Regions from separate parts of the Cricetulus griseus genome. Here region 2 is linked to region 1. Evidence: chromatin contacts called from public Hi-C data. All regions are on one chromosome and are shown on one strand. The core of a region is the stretch at or near the end of the contact, and the rest is flanking DNA. Distances in the headings are between cores, read along the strand shown. Region 1 overlaps Jarid2 (protein Jumonji). Region 2 overlaps Dtnbp1 (dysbindin).

What was found. A called contact is a pair of places that touch in the nucleus more often than the background predicts.
Region 2: a Hi-C map of fibroblasts shows a contact between it and region 1, with 3 times the contacts expected there. The contact joins two enhancer-like sites. A contact is called at or near these places in 2 of 8 Hi-C or Micro-C datasets (fibroblasts and liver).

Annotation. Positions count from the first base shown.
Region 1 is chr3:264,606,433-264,614,159 of CriGri-PICRH-1.0, forward strand. It overlaps Jarid2 (protein Jumonji), which reads left to right. Exons shown (of 19, transcript XM_027410455.2): 10 at 1,315-1,407; 11 at 4,107-4,225; 12 at 4,314-4,384; 13 at 4,830-4,944; 14 at 6,017-6,122; 15 at 6,506-6,688; 16 at 7,132-7,262. Among named protein-coding and RNA genes, the nearest start is that of Dtnbp1, 110 kb to the right of the region's middle. Within about 2 kb of position 3,894, at least 2 of the 6 cell types and tissues checked have open chromatin away from gene starts, as enhancers often do.
Region 2 is chr3:264,689,946-264,697,672 of CriGri-PICRH-1.0, forward strand. All of the region lies in intron 5 of Dtnbp1 (dysbindin), which reads right to left. Among named protein-coding and RNA genes, the nearest start is that of Dtnbp1, 25 kb to the right of the region's middle. Within about 2 kb of position 3,261, at least 1 of the 6 cell types and tissues checked has open chromatin away from gene starts, as enhancers often do.

The DNA of each region.
Region 1 (7,727 bases), core at 2,644-5,143:
CTGGCTGAAGAACGGTTGGCTGTGTTTCTTGGAAGGTGCTCCCCAAGACTTCAGACTCCCCTCCTTTGGCCTGCTTGGGGGTGGGGGATAGTGAAAGGCACCCCAAGGCCAGCTTGTAGATGCTAAGTGTCAGCATCCTCCCAGTTGAAGCCTTTGTCTGGAATCCCCAGAGGGAAGAATTCTTGGCATGGGTCTTAGCTTTCTATTGTTGCACCTACTAGATAGGTTTCTGCTGCATTGACTAGGTCAGACATCACCTTTACTAGCCACCTGCCAGGTTCCTGTGGCCATGTCATTTCAGGCACCAGTCTGTCCCAGTGCAGTGATTGCCACCATAAACCATAGGGTTTCATAGAGGTGTTTGGCTTGCTCTGGGTTCTATCTGCTGCACCCCCCTTTTGAGGCTTGGCCCGACAGGCAGACCGCAGCTGCTCCCCAGGCTTTCAGCTTAGATCTTATTTCTGGGCTTTAGGCATTTGTACAGATTTGTCTGTTGTTAGACGCAGAAAAGGTTTGCTCTTCATCTACTTGAACTGCCACTTGAGAACACCTACCTACAACCCACTCAGCTGTGCTTCTGCAGTTGCTTTTGTGAAAATGCAGAAATGACCTGGGGACTGAATGCTGCTTTATTTGTTTGGTGTGTATCTTAAATGACTGGGAAGCTGTCCTCATTAATTAAAGCCATTCATTAAATACCGTGATTCCAAACCAGCACCTCCTGAAATGAGGTATTCTGCACGTCTGTTGGTGGCTATTGAAGGCCAGTACTGTGAGAGTGTGTCAGACCTAAGGAAGTTTTTCTTGTTGTTTTTATAAACCTGCTTTGTCAAATGTATTTTTAAATATAACTGGAAAAACCTGATGTGCTTTTCACCACCCTGGGGCACTGCAGCCAGCACTGGCATGTCTGTGATCACCTCTGATTATTGTCTCTGCCATAGATAGTTAGTGTCAAATTAGTTTTTCCTTGTACTTGGGTTTTATTTTGTTAGAAGAGAAAGTTGGAAACCAGTTCAAGTTGCAAGGAGAGTCACTTTCTCAACCTGAGAACTTCACCCAGAGCCCTGCCTTGCTGGAGAAAAGCCCAAATCCCACAGTCTCCTGGTTCACTGCTGGTTAGTGATCTGGAGGCAGAGTGTGCTGGGATCACACACTTATGGGGATGCTGTCAAGTACTGAAAACACTGTGTGGCTTGTCACCATGGGGAAACCATTGGGCAAAGACCTGTGACAGGCAGATTTATGTTTTGATATAAAGCCAAGGCTCAACTCCATCTTAAGCTGTACTCTTTGCTGTTTTCTTTGTTCCAGGGAAGATCTGTTTCTCTAACAACTTTTTATCGAACAGCAAGAAACATCATGAACATGTGCTTCAGCAAGGAGCCTGCACCAGCAGAGATCGAGGTAAGCTGCTCAACTCCAGACAACCTCCAGCGAGACTAGGGGCGGCCCTCAGGCTTTCTGTAGCATGAAAGGGCACAGGGATTGGGCTTGTCCTGTGTCTCTGTGCTGGGGTAGCAAGGCGTTTTATTTTCTATTGGACCAAAATTAGTCCATTGAAGACTGGAATTTCATGGTTTCTGCTGGCATGTCTGTGAATTCCATCATTGGTCCAGCTAGCAGTTTTTGTCTTTAGTGAACTGCTGCTCCTCTGTCCTTCCTGTCTCCCTGTGAGGAGAATGTTTGGAATTCCCTGAAGTCATGGTGTGCTTTTCTCTTCTCCTGTTCTTCATGTAATAGGATTGGCAGGTCGCCATTTTTTGTGCCATTGCCAGCTCTTTCCTTGGAGTTAGTGTAGTGCTGGAAACACAGTGAGCTCTTGTGTGCCCAGTTAGTGGCTGTTAAGTGTGAGGTGCTGCAGGATGTAGCTGGTCGAGCCAGTCCTGTTTACATTTCCTGGCCAGAGCCCAGTAGAGTCCCTTGGACCCTATAGCTGCTGACATAGGAACCTAGCAGTGGTTGGTTTGTAAAGGGAGAGAAGCCAGTTTAGACCCCTGGCTTAGAGCAGTTGTAGCTCGAAGAGGAGGGTGTGGAGGGGGGTGTAGTTTCTCTGGGTGGACTCTGATCTCAGGGCTTTGGAAAATTCTGTTTGCTGATTGACACTCTTCCCATCCCAGCTCTGTGACCTGGGGCTTGATGTCCACACTCAACCCCATGTTCAGCTCTGCCTACGATGGCCATTACATTGGACTGTTCTGACACCCATGTGACCATCACAGTTGCTTTTTGATGCCTCATGACACTGTGGCAGATATGCCAGATGAGAGGGCTCAGCCCTTAGTATCTCCAGGAGGTTCTGGTGATTGTCCCTGTCCATAGCTCATTTTACAGGCTTCTATTTAGGAACCAACCCCCTTCTTGCCCTCCAAAATATTTGAAAGCAAAAGTGAAGGTTTCCTGAGACTCAGATTTCAGTTTGTGTCTGGCTGGTGCCTTGAATTCTGTGTCTATCTTATAAAAACAGCAGGCCTTTCCCTCTCTCCTGGTGGACAGTGCTGGATTTGGCAACTGCTTTCGTGCAATGAATCCTTGTGCCTGTGCTCAGGTTAGTGGCTGTTGGTCTCTCAGCTCTGATCAGTCTCTGAGTCACAGGGTGATCTTTGTGGGTAAGGGCCCGTTCAGGAATGGCATCATGGGCATTTCTTTATGGTTTGTGACCATTTGATACTCTAGAAAGGCCCCTCTTGTGAGGAGTCAGTGTCATCCCGTCTTTCCTTCCCCACCCCACTCGTGGGAGTTGAGTTTCAGGGTTTCTCCTACATTCCAGGCTCACAGGAAGGGTGAGGTGCTTCTGGGATGCGGATTGAAAAGGCAGTGAAGGTACTGCTTCACTCTTGATTGCAGTGCATTCTCAAACCACCCCTCGTCCCTAGCCTTCCAGTTCTAGTGGAATCAGCTCCGATGGGAGCCTGGCTATACCGTGTGTGCATGAGTGCGTGCATGTCGTTTTAGGGAATGTATGTGGCATTCAGAGGACTATTTTAGAGTAAGTGCTCTCCGTTAACCTTTATGTGGTTTTCGGGGATTATGCTGAGGTCACCAGGCTTTTTGGCCTCCGTGCCATGTTTCCAACTCCCAAAGTGCTAACTTGCAGCAGAGTGCTGACCAGTGTGGAGAGTGTGGCAAAGAGGATTGCGCAGTGTTCTAGGCGCGCGCTGTGCTTATTCTTCAGGTGGGTGCACAGGAAGTTCTTTCCTCCCCATTCTCACTCCTTTTTCTTCTCTTTCCTATAAATAGATTCTTTCCTCCCCATTCTCACTCCTCTTTCTTTCCTTTCCTATAAATAGATTCTGTCCTACCAGGACAGCTCACCATTTTAACTGTTAATGTTCGTGCATGTTTGTGTGTGGGGTTGTGCTTGCCACAGTGTGTTTGGATGACAGAGGCCAACTGTGGTGTCACCTTCTACCTTATTTTTCACTGTTGCCTATGCCTGGCTACGTGCCCTGTGAGTACCTCTATTTGCTATATTGCCCTAGGTATGCTGGGCCACAAATGGATACTGCTGCATCCAGTTTTACTTAGGGTTTGGGAATCCAAACTCAGATCTAAACACTTATGTGAAAGGTGTTTAAGTATACATTTCTGTGAGATTAAATCCCTTCACATTATTGTGCCACCATCAATGACAACTGTCCCAAATCAAAATTGAGTTCTCCGAACCCCTTGAAGACTAACTGTTCTCTCAGTCTGGCAGCCTCTGGCCTGCTTTCCTGGCATCTGACCCTGGCACCTCCTGCATACACTGACTGGTTATGTCACTTGAGTGTGGTGTCCTCCAGCTTTAGCCACAGCGTGTTAGGGTTTCTCTCCATTAAAGGCAAGCATGCATGAACCACACCCAGTTCCTCTACTTGCCCTCACAGTCTGTGTGGGTGACTTCCCCTGATAGTGCTTGGCTGTGCTGTCATCCCAGTCATCAGTGTACATAGTGAAATCCTGCAACTCTCTGTTGGTCTGATGACAGCTCTACCGTGGCCTTAGGTTCTGAGGGAGTTGCTCAAGGGTGTTTCCTCATAGACACCATGTTCTGGATATAGTGTTCCTTCTATGTCTTGGGCTCTGTGTCCCACATAGACAATGACTGGCCTTCTTCTTTACAGCAAGAGTACTGGAGGTTAGTGGAAGAGAAGGACTGTCATGTGGCAGTTCACTGCGGGAAAGTGGACACTAACACCCACGGCAGCGGCTTCCCCGTGGGGAAATCAGAGCCCTTTTCAAGGTAATGTCCAGTCTCTCGTCCATGGTTTGGGGACTAGACAGTGCCCTTTCTCACCAGCCTGTTACAGCCTCCATTTTTCCTTCTGCAGGCATGGATGGAACCTCACCGTCCTCCCCAATAACACAGGGTCCATCCTGCGTCACCTTGGTGCTGTGCCTGGTAAGCATGACCATAAACACCCTCCTGTTGCAGCTGTCACAGTGACAGCAAGGCCAGGCTGGCTCTTCTAAGCATCCTAGAGAAGCCTGGGGTCTTAAGGACAGAGTACATGTCCTGACATTTTAACATTGGGAGAGAAAGGCCATCTGTGCTAGCAGACACAATAAATGGGCTAGGAAGTGAAGACTGCTTCTATCTTACACACAGCTGCCCCATCATGGTTCTGGTTGATGTGAAGTTTTTGGGCTTTGGGAAGGGAAGGGAGTCCTTTCTGCCAAAGCCAGGAACCTTGTTGTATCCTACCTTGCTCACTGTGGACAGAGGCACTTAAGCCAGACCCCCCTAGCCCTGGGATTTTACACATTCATTCTTAGCTTCAAGGTCAACAAGCTACCCAGCCAAAGTACTGTTGCTCTAAAATGACACCTCTTCTCTTACATTGTAGGAGTGACTATTCCCTGGCTAAATATTGGCATGGTCTTTTCTACCTCATGCTGGTCTCGAGACCAAAATCACCTTCCATATATTGACTACTTACACACTGGTGCTGACTGCATTTGGTGAGTATCGGCCCCCAGCAGCAGGTGCTACTGCCCCAGGCATCCCAAGAAACTGCTGCTGTGATGGACTTGAGCCTGCAGCAGCTGGAAGACATGCCAGGGCCTGGGCTGTCTACCTGTGCCACAAGGGTTGCAAGGTGGCAGAAGATGTTTTGCATTCTTTGCCTGTTGTGTTGTTCTCTTGTGAATTCCTGCTTAGTCTGCTTCCCTGCTGGATACCCCAGTTATGTGTTGTGGAATTCCCAGATTTGATTTTATGGCAGCATTCATATAGGGCCATGGAGAAACTGGCCCAGCTGGGCAGCTTCATCTGAGTGGTCTTTTGCAAGAGCTCCAGAGCTAGGCTACTCACACACTAGATATGAAGCATTGTCAGAACTGTGCCTGTGAGCTGTCCTCTGCATAGTTCAGTGTGTTCTCTTTGTTGGTCCTCTGAGCTCTCTGGTTTCTGTGTTGACAGTGGAGATGGGCTCTCTCTCTCTCTCTCTCTCTCTCTCTCTCTCTCTCTCTCTCTCTCTCTGGCTCTCTCTCTCTCTCTGGCTCTCTCTCTCTCTGGCTCTCTCTCTGGCTCTCTCCTGTGTGTGTGTGTGTGTGTGTGTGTGTATACACGCGTGTGCGCATGTGTTCGCACTGGCCTTGGCACCTTCCCAAGTCTCTTTCTGGCCAGTAGCTCCAGGTCGTCTCCGGTGCCTTGGTGAGGGTCCCCATGTACCCATGTTGCTTGTCAGGAACAGCATCAAATCCTGTGTCTATGGCTGAGTACTAGACTGTTCTTAAGCAGTGTCAGAGAACTCAAGTAATAAGTAAGCCAAGGGAATATGCACTTGTCTGTTTCTGATTTACAGGAGGGTTAACTGTATCTGGCTTTGGTTTGAAGGGTTTTTGGCTCACCTTGTGGGTCAGATCTGTGTAAAGTGAGCTGCGTGTATAAGGCAGTGCCTGTGGTTTGGCTCTGTGCTGGGCAGAATCAGCCAACAGTGACAGAGTAAGGCACTGGGCCAGCACTCCAGCCCAGCTGCCCTGAGGCTGGAAGAAGTCCCACCAAATGTATCCTGTGTTTCCAATGTCCCAGGTATTGCATTCCTGCTGAGGAGGAGAACAAGCTGGAAGATGTGGTCCATACCCTGCTGCAGGCCAATGGTACCCCAGGGCTGCAGATGCTGGAGAGCAATGTCATGGTAGGTTTCTTGTCACCTGCACAGCAAGGTGGGTCCTCCAAGGGACAGAAATTTCTTATGTTGCCAGCTCCTGACAATGCTGAGTGGGGACATGAAGTGCTCCAAAAGGGTTGAGGGCCTTAGAAGGAAGGAACTATGTGCTTACCATGGTCCCTGCCCTGCAGAAACCTCTTAGACTACCACTGACTTGTGTTTCGTGACTTTTTTTTGGGGGGGGTGTTTATTTCCTTAAAGAGAATTATAATCTGGTCTTTTAGCAGCCCCTCCATTAGGGGCTGTCAATCAAATTTCCACATAACCTGGCTGGTGTCCTTATGCCATGGGGCAGAGGGTTTGCCTGACTGATGGAGAGGCATGTAGCTCAGTTGGTATTGTCTCCCCAGATCTCCCCAGAGGTGCTGTGTAAAGAGGGGATCAAGGTCCACAGGACTGTGCAGCAAAGCGGGCAGTTTGTTGTCTGCTTTCCCGGGTCTTTTGTGTCCAAAGTATGTTGTGGCTACAGCGTCTCAGAGACAGTGCACTTTGCTACCACCCAGTGGACAAGCATGGGCTTCGAGACTGCCAAGGTAAGCAGTGTAAGTCCCCTGACTCCCTGTGAGTGTGAGGTTTATGTTGGATACTCTGATGGCCTTTCACTGCATTGTTGGGGTTGCAGAACCTCAAGAGATGGCTGGAAGTTTATTCTAGGAAAGAAAGTTGAGGTTTTTATCATGAAGGCTTTTGACTTCCATTACTGGTAATCCCATAGTTGTGGGGAGGCCAAACAGATATTCACAGTATAAATACTGGATATGAATCCGTAGAACTTGTCTGCCCATTCTGAGTTCTGGCACTGCCTCCATGGCTGGCTATGAGGTGCTAGGACTTTCCTGGAATCTGGTGCTATTCTCCAGGTTAGCAAAGTGGCCGCACAGCTTATAGCAATAATTCGAGTCCAGTTGCCACTATGAACTTGGCTGCTCACTCACTACTCATGGAAACAGACCCTTGTAACGTGACACTCTTTCAGGAGATGAAGCGCCGCCACATAGCTAAGCCATTCTCCATGGAGAAGTTGCTCTACCAGATCGCACAAGCAGAAGCAAAAAAGGAAAATGGTCCCACCCTCAGTACCATCTCAGCCCTTCTGGACGAGCTCAGGTACTGTAGACCCAGGTCCCAAGACTTCATGGGATGCAACAGCTGGTTGTAGGATCAGGCCGAATAAGCAAGCGGTTCCCAGAACTGAAGACCCCGAGGCTTTTAAGTGTCAAGCCTTTCATTCTGTGTTATTTCTCCTGCATGATTGTCTCCTGTATTGTCTTCCTGCATGATATCAGGACTCAGAAGCTCTTTGTGAGCCAGTGTGGTCTCAAGCTGTCATTCCTCTTTATGGTCGATGCTGGACTCCCCTCTTTATAACCCTTTGCTTCAGGGGTTAGTGTTGGGGTGGAGTATGGAGAGGCTGTCTTGCCAGATCAGACACACATACCATCGAGCATGTAGGCCGCAGTATCACCTGACTCTGATGTGGGGCTGGTTGGTCCCCTTGTTGGCCCAGCTTGGAGGTGTTTCTCGGCTTCACCAAGGCCATACACTCACTGAAGGACAGCCCACACATTGTAT
Region 2 (7,727 bases), core at 2,011-4,510, 83 kb after region 1:
TTTAAGCTATTGAGATTGCTTCATATTTTCTTGGTATTTCTTATTAAATTTTATTTAGGCAAAATTAAATACACTGACCAACATTAAAGCACACTTTAACAAGCATATTTCTAACATTTCCCAAGACATATTTGTTCAAAATACCTTAAATACTTATTACTAGAATGGTGAATTAATCTGAAATGAACCATATTTGTTTGAGACAGGGTCCCACTGTGTCTCTCTGGCTGTTGAGGAACTCACTCTGTAGACCAAGACGGACTCAAACTCACAGAGATCCACCTGTCTCTGCCTCCTAAGCACTGGTACTAAAGGCGTGTGCCCAGCAAATGAACCAGTTTTTACATAACGATGAGACAGCAAATATAAACAGCACATATCATGCCACTGTAATTTAGTATTTATAACTCCAAGTCATTTTAAGATCTCTTTGCCTTTGGCACATCACAGACATAAACCTCTGCATGAAAAATACTACAAATACTTAGTAAGCTGGTGTTCCAGAGTCAGTCACTGGTTGGGGGGCGGGGGGGGGCAGGGGGGGGGAGATACTCAGTTCCTGCTAGTTGTCTAGTCTTTCATTAGTCTGTCTGCAGATCACAAAACTCTATACTTTACTGGAACATGAAGAGCATTTAGTCAAATCATTCACACAAAATATTGAAGACTATAGGCTAAAGAGATGGTTCAGAGAGTAAGAGTGATCAGATTGTTAGCTGACAATCATATATAGCTCTAGTCCTAGGGTATCTAACACCTTCTTCTGGCTTCCTTCAGTGCTGGATGTACATGGCACAGGTCAGAGTCTTGAAAAACTAATTCCAAGTCCTGCCCAAAGGCAGAGAAACGGGGGTGTGGTTCCAAACTGAGTTACTGTCACACTACAATTGGTCAGCTGAAAGAAAGCCAATGAACTCACTTCACAGCTATAGAGAGAGAACTTCATGTTTTCTCTGACAACAGAAAGGTTTTAGAGGTCAAATATTTATAGAAGTCAAACAGTCTCATAACCATTTATTGAGCATTACTAGCATATGCAATTCACAAGGACACATTATAAAAGACAGTCCTTATGTTCAAGGACATCATGGCAGAAGGAAGCAGTGTCCTGAGAGGGTGAGGCATGAAGGGGACCAAGGGAGCAGCATCTAATACAGGTGAGGATGGGAAGGAAAGTTCCAGAAGGGACATCCCAAAAAAGACATGAGTAACCCCATAGAGATATTAAGTCTAAGAACATAGCCTGGAGCATAATTTATAGGAATATGATTTTTCGAGCGAAAAAAATGGAAATGTTAATGCCACTTTGATTTAATTAGATCAATTGATCTTGTTTACATTTTGACTATTACAGATCAACAAAATTACTCATTTTAAATGACTTTTGGTTGCCTTTCAATGGACTGCTGTGTCACAGTATTGCTGGGGAGACATGAATGCCCACTCAGCACAGATAGGAAACCAATGACAGGCTAATAGTAAGGATACCACCAAAGTCCAACTTGGTGAACCAATGAGTTTTATTGGGTTACTCACAGAAGTATGGGTTGAAGGGTTACTAACAGGAGCAGAAATGTCTGAAATACAGCTGCATCATCAAAGCCCATTCCAGCTCACAAAGCTGGAACCCTGGGCACACTGCAGTTTGAAGGCAGCAACAGGTTAGACAGCAACTTTTTTAGATGGCTTGTCTGGTTGCTCTAGGCAGCTCTGCTGGGCTACATCTCTGCCAAAGACATGGCTGCTATGAGAGGGTCACTCACTGGGCCTTGCTATTTATACACACATGGGGAAGGAAATATCTAACGTATCAGTCTGTTTTGGGAACTTCACAAAGCCTTTGAGTTGTTACTTCCTGAGCTTAAAAAAACCTTCCCCACAGGATGGGATGTTTCAGGGACCTGTGTCTTAACCAGCTTCCCTCCAAGATGGAGGTGCATGTTGGAAGAGGATGATTTGGTTACAACAAACCTCACGAAATAAGACAGGGAGGAGAGGGTTACTTTGGCTCCCTACCTAAGAATCTGGGCCAGTGTCAGGTGTCAAGGTGGGAACCTGTGGCAGCTCAGACCTCAGGAGATCAAAGAGAAGAGTAACCCTTAAAAGGACATTCCCAGAGGACTAGATTATCACCTATGTGCCATGTCCCCAAGGTTCCATAATCTCTCAAAACAGAACCACCAATCTGGAGACCAAATGCTCAAACACATGAACCTATGGGGAACACTTCACACTTAGGCCAACATTTTCTCTGAGGAGCACTGGAAATGTTCCAGAAGGCAGAGCAGGGCTAGCTGTACAATCAGATAACTCAGACTCACTATTTAAGCACAACATATTCCTCCATTTAGATTTTCATAGACCTTCTAAACTACTCTTCAGAGCATCTAGATTAGAGATAAATTCCTCAAATTTCAATTTGCAAATTTGGTTAACATGCAAATTTTTTCAGGTTTTTAATTGATCTTTATGTCAAGGATCTATTAAACCAGAAGCAATTACATTTTCTAATGCCTACTTTTTGTCTCCATGAAACATCTAAGCTTATAAAAAAACAATCCTAAACAATCTTTTTTTATTTGGCAGGGTCAAAGGTTTATGGATGTAAGTAGAAAACAAACTTTATTACAACGAGCAAATGTGATGACAAACAGCTTCACAGTTCTGCTTAGACACTTTAGGTTCTGCCTTTCTTTCTTTCCTTTTTTTTTTTTTTTTTTGAGACAGGGTTTCTCTGTGTAGCCCTGGCTTTATTGGAACTCTCTCTGTAGATAAGGCTGGTCTTGAACTGAGAGGTCCACCTGCCTCTGCCTCCAGAGTGCTGGGATTAAAGGCATGCTCTACCACCAGCAGTTGTCTTTCTTCATGCTGGTGTATCACTGGAGACAACAGGAAACTTTGAGAAAGGTTGATAATATCACTGTTCATAATAGTTTGACTCTATCAAGGGTAATACAAAGCCACCAAAAATAAGCTTCAAAAATCTAAACTCTAATCAATGAATAATTATAGCTATGATTTTTTAAAGTTAAAAACGGTATACAAAGGGAAAAGGCAAAATGTTGTATTAATCAGAATTTCCACTACTACTGCAAAAGAATATTCTTGGTGTCACACAAAGAAACATATCAACAAGTGAAAGTAACCTTGCAAAGCAATTTCTTTTTCTGAAACCGGTGTGCCATGACCTAAACTAGGCTAGCAAGCACACATCAGGATAGGAAGTTCCTTAGTTTCTACTCAAACACTGGTGGTGACTCATTCTGAACCCATTAGTGGAAGCTCTATCTCAATCTAATGTGATAGGCTAATTCCTAATTGGCTTGCAAGAGGAGGATATGAAAGTCAAGTCTCAGGAAATTCCAGGGGTGGAAAAACAAGCACAAACAACATTTTGCAAGATGAGGAGGTGCTGTGGAACAATCTCTGCACACTGTAAATATGTATTGCTCTCATTGTTAATAAAACGCTGATTAACCAATAGCTGGGCAGGAAGAGATTGGGTCAGACAGCCTGACACAGAGAGAATGCTGGAAAGAGGAGGGAGAGTCTCAAGTATCTCCAGCAGACACAGAGAGAAGAAAGATGGGCATGCTGCACTCAGAAAACATACCACGCCATGTGGCAAAGCATAGATAAGAAATATGGGTTAATTTAAATGTAAGAGTTAGATAGTAACAAGCCTGAGCAATTGGCTGAGAATTTAAAATTAATATTAAGACTCTGAGTGGTTATTTAAGAGCCACTGCCAGCACAGGAAAAACTCTGCGTACAATACTGACCCCTTTGTATGTTAGCCTAATTCCTATATAGTAAGTCTGATGAATTCAATAAAGTTCTGATAATTCTCTTATTCTACAATGTAAAATAACTGGGAAAAACTCAATGATCCATGTTCATCTAATATTAAGAACTTAAGCCAAATTTTGTAAAAGAGTAACTTAAACATGAACAGAGAATTAGGAAACATTAAGCAACATGATGCTGCTTTCCCAGTCACAAAAACGTGGCCAAAAGATCCTATAAGTGAAGCAGAAAAAGCAATGGGGTCGGGCGTTGGTGGCGCACACCTTTAATCCCAGCACTCGGGAGGCAGAGGCAGAGGCAGGCGGATTGCTGTGAGTTTGAGGCCAGCCTGGTCTCCAGAGCGAGTGCCGGGATAGGTTCAAAGCTACACAGAGAAACCCTGTCTCGAAAAACAAAAAAAAAAACAAACAAAAAAAAAGCAATGGGGATTTCCCATTTCAAGTCTTCATTTTGTTTGGCTTATTGAGGTAGTCTCGTGATGCCCAGCCTGGCTTGGTATTCACTAAGCAGTCCAGGAGGGTGCTAGAACTACAAGCAGGTTCCACCATACCCAACTCTGTATATTTCAACTCTTACCAAACTTGCAATTAGTAATAAATTATAAGTAAAATATATTAAGCTTTTACCTTTTGAATTAAACGAGCATAAGTATATATACAATATATATTCCAAATATTTATTTTAAATTGATAGAAATTTAACTACCCTGACACAACATGCTCATTTCCTGTTACAAAACCAGCTGCATAGATAAGTAAAGTTATAACTAACTTAGAATACATGTACATAAAACACTGGCAGGCCCATAGACCCAAATTCATCCTAGCAAGGAACTCAAGTCTTACTATTTTGCTCACTATAACAGCATGTCTCTGTAAGTGACTTGTAGAGAAGATGGGGAATTTTACTGTGAAAGCCATTTGGGAATGACAGCTGTGCAAGAAAGAGCTCCACAGATCTTGGGGAGAAGATCATCCCAGAGGTAGAGCAAATCAGCTTGGAATTTTTCTTTGTGCTGTTTGTTTCAAATAGATACAGTCTGTAGTACAGCAGTGATCCATGAAGAGTGAAGTAGCATACTGAGATTACTTCACACTTAACGAGTTTCTTTCTACCCTAAACAATTAGCCTCACAGAACAAAGATACCTTCTTTGTCTGCAAACCCACAGGTCACAGAGGCCAGGCACTAAAAGATGGAGACTCTTCAAACGCTTGTGCCACACTTTATGTACTGAGGCAATAATGTAAAGACGATATGTTAATAAGGAATCTTTAAAAGGTACATTAATTTGCAAAAGCCATTATGGAGCAAATAAGATCCTTGTAGTAGATTAAAAAGGTGTCGAGAGAGTTAGTGTACCTTGTGTTGGTACTAATTTTGGAAAGTAACTTGGACAAGATGATCTAGTTTGTGAAACACTGCTATAAGAGCTCCTGCTGGACATCTTTCACATTCTGTATAGAGAAAGCAACAGCCAATATAGCAGGCTAGGACCTATCAGAAGCAACACAGAAACTCAACATATGGTTGCTACTTATCCTAGGATTTGTAGAATATTCTCTTGTAGAGGAAGGAACAATCTTCTAAAACAGGTCACATAAAATCAAGTACTAGAGAAAACATGAAGGCAAGACCTTGACAGTTGAAATTTGATCAAAGAACAGGATTAGACTGCCCTCTAGTGGAAATTCGAGAGAACTAAATACATTCAGCACTTTTTTTCACTAGACCACACTGAAATGAAACTCAAATTCACCCTTTGCCCCAGCGGCCTACAACTCAAGGCCCTCCTACTTCAGTCTCCCAAGTACTGGGATTATAGGGATGAAACACCATGCTTAGCAATGGCAGTGCAGTACTTTTCAAACTCATAGTTCCTAGTTTTTTTTTTTGTTTGTTTTTTTGTTTTTAGTTAAACAGTGCATGGTGGCTATTTCACCTAACAAGAACTGTTTCATTCTTCCAAGCATTTTTCAATGCAAAATGTTAATCCTGTCACATTTAGACAAATTCTTTTTAAAGAGTCTCATGTCAGAGGATGAGTGTGAACTTCTGGTCCTGTCTGTCCCTCCCATGTGCTAGGATTATATAGTATGTACCCCACTGTTGATGTATGCCATGCTGTGGGTCAAACCCAGGGCTCCTGCATGCTAGGTAAGCACTTTTCCAACTGACCTACACCCCAGCTCTCACCTTCTAACATTTAATGGAATGGTTTTCTAGCCCAATCTAAACTACATAGTACTTACCTTTTGATATAGAAAAATGACTTTGTAAATATGCAAAGGCTAGACAAACTGCAAGTAGAATGTCCATACCCTCATGGCAGACACCCCAGACTTGTTCCACATCCAGAAATAAAGACTAGACCACAGTACACAGGATGTACATACCAGCCATGTGCTAAGTAATTTGACATTTGTCATCCTATTTAATCCTCCAACTACTCCATCAAGCAGGTACAGTCACCCCTCAGTATCCCTGGGGGACTGGTTACCTAAGTCCCACAGCTACCCAAATCTTTGAATGCTCAAGTCCCTTACATAAAATGGCATAGCATTTGCATACAACTCTCTCATTATTTCATATGCATTAAATAAGTTCTCTATTATTTAAAATACCTAATACAATATAGAAAGTACTATATGAATACCTGTACTGCATTGTTTAGGAAATGACATGATTGAAAAGGCAAACCTGTATATGTAGGGAGTAACCCTAGCCCCGCCCAATAGTCCTGGGGCAGGTACCAGGTGGACCTGGGGACTCGCCCATAAGGGCGGGGTGAAGGAAAGCCGGCATGACGTAAAGGGGGCTTCTTAAAGGACTGCACGTGGGGACCGGGCTCTCTCTTTGTTCTGGCCGCGCTGGCTGGGTTCTTAACCTAGCTCTGGCCTGTGTTTCACCCGGTTGTGCTTGGAAATAAAGAGACCTTAATCCAATATGTATATGTGTTTAATATGAACAATTTTAAACGAATATTTTTGGCTGAATCTACAGATGCAGAACCCACAGACATGAAGGGCCAAATGTATTCTGATCCTCATTTGCAGACAGAGACTGAATCAAGGAGCATTTGAGAAACCTACTGGGGAAAGAAGTTCAGAGTTGAGAGTTCATATTCACTGTTTTTTACTTTCCAGCATACTTTTTAATCATTTATTTCCTAAATTGCAGTCTTAACAATAAATATCAATTTAAACAGGTAGATGGACCGAATCCCATAAAAAAATCAATATGAATGGATTAGCCTTTGCTACTTAACAATTCCTGAGGGACTAAGTTTCCAATACTCTATTTTATTAAGCCACAGGATAGCATAGCTAAAAGCATCATAGGGTCTTAAATTGCTCACATAATACACATTTCTTCCTCTTACAAGGCAGGCCATTCAGCAAACAAGAGAAGACCAAAGGATGTAAGAAGACTGAAACAACATGAAAAAAAAGAAAGAAAGAAAGTCAAGACTAGGCTGAGAAGACGGCTCACTGGATAAAGAGCTTTCTATGAAAGAGTGGAGACCTAGGTTCTGATATCTGGAACCCATTTTAATAAGCCAAACCCACTTCAATAGTCCACAGCTGTGACCCAGCACTGCTACAGGGGAATGAACAGCAGAAACCAGGAACCACCTGAGGCTCACAGCCAGCTAGTTTAACACATATGACAGGGATGGAGGAAAATGAGAAGTGATGCTCAAGACTGGCCTCTGGCCTCCACATGCACACCATAGCATGTATGCCCATACTCGAACACATGGATGTAGGCAAATTTAACAAGGGAGCCACAATCTTGGACTAAGTGGTTTCACTGGTTCCATACACCAGTCAAAAATAAACAGTCACTGGAACTGACATTCCACAGAACCAAACTGAAACTGAGGTGGTAACCTGGCCCTGAACATGACGACATTCCCTT